Regions from separate parts of the Mus musculus genome. Here region 1 is linked to region 2. Evidence: chromatin contacts called from public HiChIP or PLAC-seq data. All regions are on one chromosome and are shown on one strand. The core of a region is the stretch at or near the end of the contact, and the rest is flanking DNA. Distances in the headings are between cores, read along the strand shown.

Region 1 (4,974 bases), core at 1,361-3,860, 190 kb before region 2:
AAGGAAACACATTAGTGATAATCTTTGCTCTGTGCAAAGGTGAAATCTTCATTTTTTTTCATTTTAAAAGAATCCTGTTTCTGATGAGCTAAGTTAAAAACTAACCACATTTTCCCCTGAGCAAACTCGTACGTTTGGAGAAGAGGCACAGCGTGGAAAGATGGAAGGAAGAGCCTGGGAGGTCCAGCCTGGCTGTCACCCACGGTCAGACCATGTACTCCCCATTTCTGGGACCCTTTTTGGGCTCTAAGATGTCACAGAGATAGGATTCACGTGAGGGCCAGGGATTAATGCCAGTGACAGAGAAGGAAAAGCAACCCTATATGTATGATCAAGTATTGTTTTGGGGAAGTGATTTCTATTTGAAGGTGTGGCTAGCTTACTTGTCAAATGGCAAGGAATATAGGAATGCGGAGAGGATACACTGGACTAGCAGTGCCTGCCCTCAGAGGGCCTGAAGATATCCTTGCAGTGTAGGAAATACATTCAGGATGCTTTCCCCAGTGATTGCTCCATTAGAGAGCTATTCAGGAAGACTCTAGCCTCATTGTTGTGTGGAGTAAGGGAGCCTTGTGGAGGCTGGTTCAAATGTGGATACATGTAACAGTAAATGAGCCCTTCCCCTCTGTCCTTGTCTCTACACCCTGATTGCTTCGTGGAGTTCAATCTTTGCTGTAGAACTAACTGTGGTTGTCATATTGTATGTGTTCAAAACAAGTGAGGAAAAAAATTAAATATATACATAGATGGTATTTCCTATAATTGAATGGATATACATTTATTTGGTAGCTGTTAATGTGAAAAACTAAGAAAATCTTTCAGATGATGTTTTCCTTCCAAGCTAAATGAATCCATCCCCAGGAGCCCCATGTCAAGCTCCACTCAGTTCACTTGTGCAGCGCATGCATCTGCTAACCCAGCGTCTGCTCATCTAGAAAGAGAAACACACTTTCCTCTCAAGCAAACACAAGACAGCATCTTGGGTTGCTTTGATAGCTTTAATAAAGAGGTTTTTAATACATCCCTGTTCCCTTTAAAGCATCATGGCGTTTGTGGGAATGAGGAAAAGCAGACAAGAATGTTTAAGACAGGATACGATATATATGTATAGTTCTGGCAAACTATACATGGAGGCTGAGATGCCACACGAGTGTTATATTTGACATAGGCACCTTTTTATCAAGTATGTAGAAATTGTGTGTGTGTGTTGTGTGTGTGTGTTATGTGTCTGTTTATGTGTATGTATTTGTGTGTGTTGTGTGTCTGTGTGTGTTTTGTGTCTGTGTGTGTTGTGTGTCTGTGTGTGTTGTGTGTGAGTGTGTGTGTGTTGTATGTCTGTGTTTGTGTGTGTTGTGTGTGTGTGTCTGTGCGTGCATGTGTTGGAAGAGTCATGATGGAAGGAAGAGTTTACAGTTGCAGGGAGGGTCTGGTCCTTGTACTCTTTGGGCAGATGGGATAATGGATACTGGGAGAGAAGGAGCATTTAAAGGCCATCAGGTAGCACTGGGAGTCTGGCTTCTGGTTCTCACATCTTATTAACCTGGCCTCTAACCTTGTTAGCTCAAATGACTGATACTACTCAGAGTAGTTGGAGGATTAACAGACCAATAATACTAAGATTAGGCAGTCAGGGAGGAGAAGACTAAATAGAAACGGCAGCAATTCTCGCATCTCCCTGCTGAGTAGGTAGATGACTCAGTACACTTTGTAAAACATTAAAATTGCTCTATTAAAACCGGGAAGTGTGTGAATGTTAATATTGTTACATCACAGTGGGGAATGGCTTGTTTTTGGTGGTGGTGTTTCTGCAAATTAAACATAAATACTGAGCTGAAACACTACTTTTCAGTGACTAGATGGGCAGCTGAGGGAACCCAAAAATCTCGGTCAATTGATTCCATAGCAGGCACAGAGTTCAGAAGGTTTGTGTGAGCTCCTGCCTATGAAGAAGACTCCAGCATCCCCGTAGCAGTGGGAAAACACTGCAGAATTGCTGTGACTTCTCTCTCTCTCTCTCTCTCTCTCTCTCTCTCTCTCTCTCTCTCTTCTTTCTTTCATTCAAATCTAAACCAACAGTGGATTGTGATGGGGTCATTTGTTAGGGCTTGGAGCTTTGCTAAATTTAACTATAAAGTAAATGATAACTATCACCAGGCATGGTGGTGTACCTCTTTAATTCCAGCTCTTAGGAGGCAGAAGTAGGAGGATCTCTGTAAGTTCAAGGCCAGCGTAGTCTACTTAGAGAGTTCCAGGGCTACATTGAGAGACGCTGTCTCAAAAAAAAAAAAAAAAGTGTTCTATCAAAAAGGGATTTAAAACAACAACAAAAACAAAAACCTGTTGATTTCTTACAGAGAAGGATCCCTGATAAGAGCATGGAAAAGGGCAAAGTCATGGGTAGTGCTAGCTGGACAGAATGCAAAGGCATGCTTTCCAGAGGCTCTGTCTCCCTTAGGGGATTCTCTGACATTTGAAATGGCTGTTGGAAACGATTGGAAACATCAGATTACACCAGCTTTCTCTTACAACCCAAGCTGATGAAGTCTCATGCATAACAAAAACAACACATTAGGGGCCTTTTATCCAACGCTACAATGCTCACTCAGAAAGTCTGTGCCTTTTGCTGTTCTCACTGTGACCCAGTGGGCTTAGATGGCAGTGTCATTCTACAGGAGACTACCTAGAGCCATTTCTGGAGAAAGGTGAGCCGTGGGTAGTTCCCAACGGTCTCCATTTTCTTTTTTTAGACTTACTATTTTAAATTATGTGTGTGCTGGAGGGGGTTCAGGGATGGTTTGTGCACTTGGGGTAGGCGACCACAGAGATTGGAGGTGTTGGATTCCTTTGGAGCTGGTTTTCCGGGCGGTTGTAAACCTGCCTGACTCAGATGCTGGCAGCTAACTAGTCCTCTGTAAGAGCAGTATACTCGGTTAACTGCTGAGCCATCGCTTTAGCACCCAACACTGCCATCTTGTTGGTTGGTTGGTTTGGTTTTGGTTTTTGTCTTTTTGTTTGCTTGCTTTTGTTTTTGTTTATTTTATTTTTATTTTTTGGTGTTTGTTTTGTTTTGTTTTAGTTTCCCTTCACATTTACTCAGTGTACAAAAAACAGATCCTTTGCAATTTGGGGGAACCTCAGCCTGCGGTTGCCTAAGATTGATAGGCTCTTGCTGGGCGTCTCCCCTTGGTCCAGCCGCATCCCCACGCCCACTCCACAGACTATTCTTTGTTCTTTGCTGGTTAGGTTCCTCTCATGCTGGATCTGATTCTGATCTTTCCCTATTGTAGGAAGAAATCTCTTCACACTAAATGAAACAAAGTAAATGAAACAAAGTAAATGAAACAAAGTAAATGAAACAAAAGGAGGTAAATGAAACAAAGTGAACCTCCTAGAGGATGGGAATGTGGACTGTGGACTTAAAGGAAGGGGAGGGGAAATCGGCGGAAAATGAGCTCGGTGGGATTTAAAGGCAACTTCTGTCCCCCGTGTCCCAGATTGAAGGGTTTCTTCACGGGTCCTGGCAAATTCAAACAGAAAGAAAGCGAGCTTTGCCAAAGTATTAGCATTGTCTTGGTCATGAATTACCAACTCCTTCCAGAACAGTAATTAATTTCTTGCGGAATGAGGGCTTTGCCCTGCCTATGTGGGTAGCTCATCTCTCACCTAGCACCATACCAGGCTCACAGTGGGCGTGACAAATATAGACTGAATTGAATTAAATGATGTGTTGACTCCAGGAGCCCCAAGGACTTATTGTTTCATATTCTACCATTCCGAGTTATTGAGTAATATCCTACGGTTTTAGCCATACCCCCAGTTGGCTTTTCTCTTATTTATGCCTTTCCCCTAGCAGTACAGCCGAGAAGCTACTGGCAAAAGAGAATCCAAGCATTTATATAAATTTGTGTGAGGGCAGGGAAAGAGATACAGCAGAATGGGGATAAAGGATGAAATATCGGCAAGCTTATGAGAAACAAAAGTGATCTATTAAACATTCTCTATGGAAAAGAAGTTATAGAGGTGCTAGGAAATTTATTTTTTCAATATCAACTGAAATAAAATTTGTCTAAAAATTTAAAATAACACCTGTAACAGAGTTTCTATGGCAAAGGCCTATCTCTAGACGCCCCAACAGACTGTCCCCTGTATGCAATTAAATAAATGGGCAGTGGAGAACAGAAGGTTTTATTCACTATGATGGCATCTGTAAGAGGGACAAATAAAGGGGTCCACTGACCCCCAAGCCCATTGTCCCACCGTGACCAATGTGTGCTTTAGAGAAGAAACCAAGGGAACAGTACTTACACAGTCCCGGTCAAGGTGGGGTCTGGTCGATCATTTTCTCCGTTCTGGTTCTGAAAGGTAGTTAAAGAAGCCCTTTTGGGTCTGGAGAAGGATTTATAGTGCTCATGTAGAGGATCTGAGTTTGGTTGAAACTCCACCTGATGCCCCCTGGCTTCAGGACACAGGCACTCACGTGCACTGACCACTCTCCACACCCATTATTAAAACTAGTATTAATAAGGAAGTCTTTATTGCTTGTGGGGATAAGCTGGTTTTCAGGAGGCATTCCTGGGTCAGCTTGTCTCCCATGGGTAATTACCTTCATCTGTTGGGTGGTCTGTCCTGGGAGGCTTTGAAGTTCCTGGAATCCAAGGTGATTCTAAGAGGAAGGGTAAAGGACAATGACGGCTCTGTGCCTTCAGCCAAAGTCAAGTCTGTAGACACAAAATGTAGGCAGATGTCCAGCTTCCATCTCTTACTTCCACTGTGGGCCAAGGGAACAGTCAATACTTTTTAGCAGAAGGAGCTAGGGGGAAAAAAGTTTTATATTATCTAGAAAAGTAAGCTGCAAGTTTCTTCTTATTTCAGAGATTTATTGATATGGCTGGGGGAAAAAAGTATGTAAGCTAAAAGACCTGTGAATAATTTGTCTAAGAAACACAGCATCAGGAGCAATGTTTGATAATAGTA
Region 2 (5,038 bases), core at 1,894-4,393:
GGGCTTGGGCACCCCCAGTGCCTTTGAGGAAAGGAGCTGATGTTACTAATACTGTGGCAAAGGAAGAGCATCTTGGTAAGAATGGGAATTGCCTGCTGATGTATGACCCAAAACAGGGCAGCCAGGCTCATGGCTAGAATGTCAAGCACTTGCTCCAATTGTTAGCAGAGCTCAGGCCATTGGTATGCTCAGCACTGGGCCATGAGTCTGATGCTGAGTTCTGCAGCTTCCTGTCTGATTGAGGACTGAGAGCCATGCATGCAACAGCATAGAGAGTCCCCAATAACCTGCAGCTGTAAAGACTCATCTTCCTCCCCTGGCGTGAGGGGCAGCTGGAAGCTGGGGATGCAGGCAAGGTAGAGGATGCTGGCTGATCCCTCAAAGTTATGTCAGTTTGAAAGTCTCCAAAGGATAGTTACCCATCACAAACCCAGGCTGGTGCCCACAGGGATCCCAGTACCCTATGATCAGACTGGAATACAAATGGGGTTTTAGATTTAAAGGCTCGGTTTGAGTAGTGTGTGAGGAGCGGGGGACACATGAAAGGGAATCAATTCTTTTCCCAAGCTCTGTCTTGCTAGGAATGAAACTGAAGTCACTAACAAGGCCTTGTCTGACTTTAGTCCCCACCCTCTTCTCACAGGCTTTGTCCCAAGGAACAATAGGAGAAACCTGACGTCAAGTTTTCCCAAAGCCTCCTTTATCTTTGAAATGATGGGCCTGGCATTCCTGACTGTATCTCAGACCCTTCAGAGGATATTGCTGAAAGCAGAGGTCGCCTCAAATATCTCTCCCCATCCCCCACCCCCAGTACACCTGGAAGGGAAGAGCTTTGAGGAGCCTCCAAAATGTAGATACGCAAATAAGGATTGGAAAGGAGGCTGAAGCATCCTGGGTAACATGGTCTCCAGACTTTCCTGATTTCCAAAGCAGTTGCTTGAACACTGGCAGAGTGGACTGGCAGTCCACATCACATAGGCAGCAGATCCATCCTCTGACCCATCCTCGTGAGCTCATATAATTCACTCCTGGTGACTGGGAGGGGGCAGTGAGTGGGATGAAAGTGAATAAGAAAAAAAGTTATAAAAATAATAAAATAAATAAATAAATAAAATGCTAAAGTGCTGCCAAAAATAAAGGAAAAAGAAAAAGAGAGAAAGAGAGAAAAAGAAGAAAGGAAGAAAAGAGAAATAGCTACTGACTCTTTTATAGTTAAAGAAACTAAGCCTCAAAGAGATTAACTTGTCCGAGGTCATACAGCAATAAATGGTAGAAACACAGTACCAACTCAGGCTTGTTCTACTCAGAGGCCTTGCTTATCACCATTCGGCTCTAGTACCCTTCATGTTTACATCTTAGGATGACATGCCGTTGGCATCACTCCAGCCTCTGCCAGAGCCACGCAGAACCTCCTCATCTGCCTTTCTTCTAGGATACTCTGCCCATCCTTCAACAGAAACTGGTGTCTGAAGTATGTCCTTCCTATCCTGAATCCCACCGGAAACCCTCCGCCGTAGATCCGCACTGCCTTGAGGCACGGGTATGGAATTACGCGCAGTTTCTACCCGCAGCCCTTCTCACAATGGCTGCTGCCTACTAATTCCTGGCTCTCCCTCCTCCCCTTTATTTCTCCCTCGCTGCTTTCCCGAGCTGGTGGCTCTCTTCTCAACCTTTTAGGCTCATGAGTGAGAAACAGTAGCGATCTGCAAGCATCATCTTAGTATCTCAGGCATTGTACCGGGTTCTCCCCAAACCATTCCTGCCAACTCTCTTGCCATAACAAAGTCACGCATCCACTGGACCCTGTCTGGCCCAAAGTCTCCGTAGCTCCCAACAGCACGTGATCTCTTCTAAACAAGAAACGCGTGTGATTTGGTATCCACCAGATGACTATTGCACTAAGGGATACTGAAGAACCGCACCCATTCCCCACAGGACTGTGCTCCGTTCTTACTGCGCGATTGGTTGTGACAGGCAGCTTCTGAGAGCACATGACAGCTAGTAGCCAATCAGTGCTCCCCACACCTAGCAAACTGATGTATTTCTTGAGGCGGAGAGTAGGGGGAAGGCCGACTGGGAAGATAGCATCTATGGATCAATGGTGGTAGGCCCCCAGTATTTAAGAGCAAGAGGCCTCTGTCTCCTGTGTACTCTGTGGTTTCCAGGCTGGTGGGTGGTTCTTTGCCCTCCAAAGCCTTTCCTCTTACCAGAGGTCTGTGGTCTGGGGAAGGTTTTGACTGGAAACATTCAGGTCCCTGGTGGTGTTTGGAGATGTGAGACCCTTCTGTGCTAAAAGAAGAAGAAAATGAATGGTCTATTTCGAGCCCGCTAACAATCCACCGTCTAAGAACAGGCAGCAGCTCTGTAGCTGAAAGGCTGGCTTTCTGAGAAGCCCCAGGGAAGCTGGCCATGCGGCAATCGTGGCCTCAGCTCTGGCTCATCCTGCTAGAGGACCCTGCTGCCATAATGGTGGCAAAGCGTCTAGAATATTACGCCTTTGTTCTGGCTTTCTCTCCAGCCCTCCTCAACCTCCTCCCAGAGAACTCTGGTCCTGGAGCCTGTGATGTTCTTGCGTTATGAGTTAGAATCCTTGTAAACCAGAAACTTCGTGCAGGGAAGGGTACCTGTGAGAAAGCCTCCGCCTGTTTTGCTGGGGTATGAGTGGTTCAGATTGACGTCCCAGTCACAGATGTATGTATGCTCACCTGCGGGAGAACATTAGCTTGCTCCTCAGAACAAAACGGGAGCCTCTGGAGCCTGGCATGGCATGCCTGCCTGCCTGCCTGGAGTTTCCATCACACACACACACACACAAATGGTGTTTGCTTTGAATCCTGAGATCCAAAGAGACCGACAGCCACCGGTTCTAAATGTTCTGTCTATTTAAAACCTGACCAGTTGACTGAAATAACAAAGCCTGTTTCTAAGATTACCATAATTAGGAGTAAGAGTCCAGAAACAGACCCACCCATTCATGATCAATTGCTTCCAAACAAAGGTGTCACAGTAATTCATTCCGGGAAAGCATTGCCTTTTGTTTTCTGTTTGTTTTGAGACAAAGTAATCATTGTTTCTGAGTGATCAGGAAACTCACTAATAGCATGCGTGGGCTGCCCTCAAACTCCCCATTCTCCTGCCTTAGCCTCTCTGGACTGCCAAGATCACAAGTGAATGCCACCACTCCCAGCACAGTTGTCCTTTAAATAGATGGTGCTGATGCAGGATGGGATTGCTCCACACCTGTAATCCTGGCACAGGAGGTAGAGCCAAGAAGTCAACCTCAGCTACCTAAAAAACTCATAGCTGAGGAGCTGGCTCAGTGGGTAAGATCATTTGCTGAGCAATCATGACATGGTCCTGAGTTTGAACCCCAGCACCCACGCTATAGTCTGGGTGTGGTCACAAGTGTCTGTAACCTCAGAATTGAGGGCATTTATGTGACATGTTTTCCAAAAAATCCCACACTCCATTACTTATTCAAGAGAAAGAATCTCACCCACCCAAGACTTGTGCAGTAATCTCCATGGCAACTATTCATGATTTCCAAAAGATAAATACTACTCAAATGTCCATCAGCTGAAAAATGGCTTAACAGGTATGGTAGATCCATATAATAGAACGAAAATGGTAAGGGGGAGTTACTCAGAGATACAATACAAAAGAACACCCACAGCATTTGACTAAGTGAAGGGTGCCAGTCTTCAATTCCCCTTCTATGACATAAGGGAAAATCACGACGACAGAATCGGATCAGTGTTGCAGAGGATTTGGACGGAGGAAATTGCAAAGGGATCCTAAGCCATTCCCTAGAGGCAGAGTATATCAAACACTATTCAAAGGTGTATTTTGTATTATTTAATTATCCCTTAATAAATCTAACTGAAAAAAAATGAATCTTCAAAACCAGCTTGGCTCATAAAAACTCATAAACTTGGATCCTTTCTTTTATAATTAGTGGCAGTTTATACCTACAAGGGACAGATTTTACATTTGCTCTATTGAAAGCTAAGTATGATGGCTCACACTTGTGACCCCAGCACTCCAGTGGAACACTGAATGAGGAGGGCTGCTATGAATTCAGTGTTCCAAACCAGTATAGACTGCAAAATGAGATTGTATTCACACACACACACACACACACACACTTACACACACACATACACACACACATACACACACACATACACACACACACATACACACACACATACACACACACACATACACACACACATACACACACACACATACACACACACACACACACACACACACACACAGCGATTTTCTGTAGAAACCCCTTATGAAGACCAAAGTGTGGACACTTTACCCTTTCTTAGAAATGGGAACAAAACATCCATAGAAGGAGTTACAGAGACAAACTTTGGAGCTGTGACGAAAGGATGGACCATCTAGTGACTGCCATATGCAGGGATCCATCCCATAATCAGCTTCCAAATGCTGACACCATTGCATACACTAGCAAGATTTCGCTGAAAGGACCCAGTTATAGCTCTCTCTTGTGAGACTATGCCGGGGCCTAGCAAACACAGAAGTGGATGATCACAGTCAGCTATTGGATGGGTCACACGGCCCCTAATGGAGGAGCTAGAGAAATTACCCAAGGAGCTATAGGGAACTGCAACCCTATAGGTGGAACAACAATATGAACTAACCAGTACCCGGGAGCTCTTGTCTTTAGCTGCATATGTATCAAAAGATGGCCTAGTCAGCCATCACTGCAAAGAGAGGCCCATTGGACTTGCAAACTTTATATGCCCCAGTACAGGGGAATGCCAGGGCCAAAAAGGGGAGTGGGTGGATAGGGGATTGGGGAGGTGGGTATGGGGGACCTTTGGGATAGCATTGAAAATGTAAATGAGGAAAATACCTAATAAAAAAAAAAGAAACCCCTTACCCTGTGGTATCTTGTTACAATGCTGCTACAGATCAATAGAGTCCTCCCAGTAACTGGGCTGTTGCCACTTTTCTAAATCAAATTCTGAGGAGTCTCTCGTGCCTACACAAAGCCCATCAG

Evidence for each region. HiChIP or PLAC-seq counts read pairs in DNA pulled down with a chosen protein or histone mark.
Region 1: an RNA polymerase II HiChIP or PLAC-seq map of embryonic stem cells shows a contact between it and region 2, with 14 read pairs. The contact joins two enhancer-like sites. A contact is called at or near these places in 1 of 15 datasets of contacts at CTCF or cohesin (the NIH/3T3 cell line), 3 of 115 datasets of contacts at active chromatin or transcription factors (all in embryonic stem cells) and 3 of 9 other capture datasets (adipose tissue, liver and pancreatic islet).

Annotation. Positions count from the first base shown.
Region 1 is chr1:152,068,232-152,073,205 of GRCm38.p6, reverse strand. All of the region lies in intron 1 of 1700025G04Rik (RIKEN cDNA 1700025G04 gene), which reads left to right. Among named protein-coding and RNA genes, the nearest start is that of 1700025G04Rik, 20 kb to the left of the region's middle. Within about 2 kb of position 2,610, at least 9 of the 459 cell types and tissues checked have an H3K27ac peak or open chromatin away from gene starts, as enhancers often do. A contact at or near this core is called in embryonic stem cells, where this site is marked.
Region 2 is chr1:151,876,591-151,881,628 of GRCm38.p6, reverse strand. No RefSeq gene overlaps it. Among named protein-coding and RNA genes, the nearest start is that of Edem3, 120 kb to the right of the region's middle. Within about 2 kb of position 3,143, at least 35 of the 459 cell types and tissues checked have an H3K27ac peak or open chromatin away from gene starts, as enhancers often do. A contact at or near this core is called in embryonic stem cells, where this site is marked.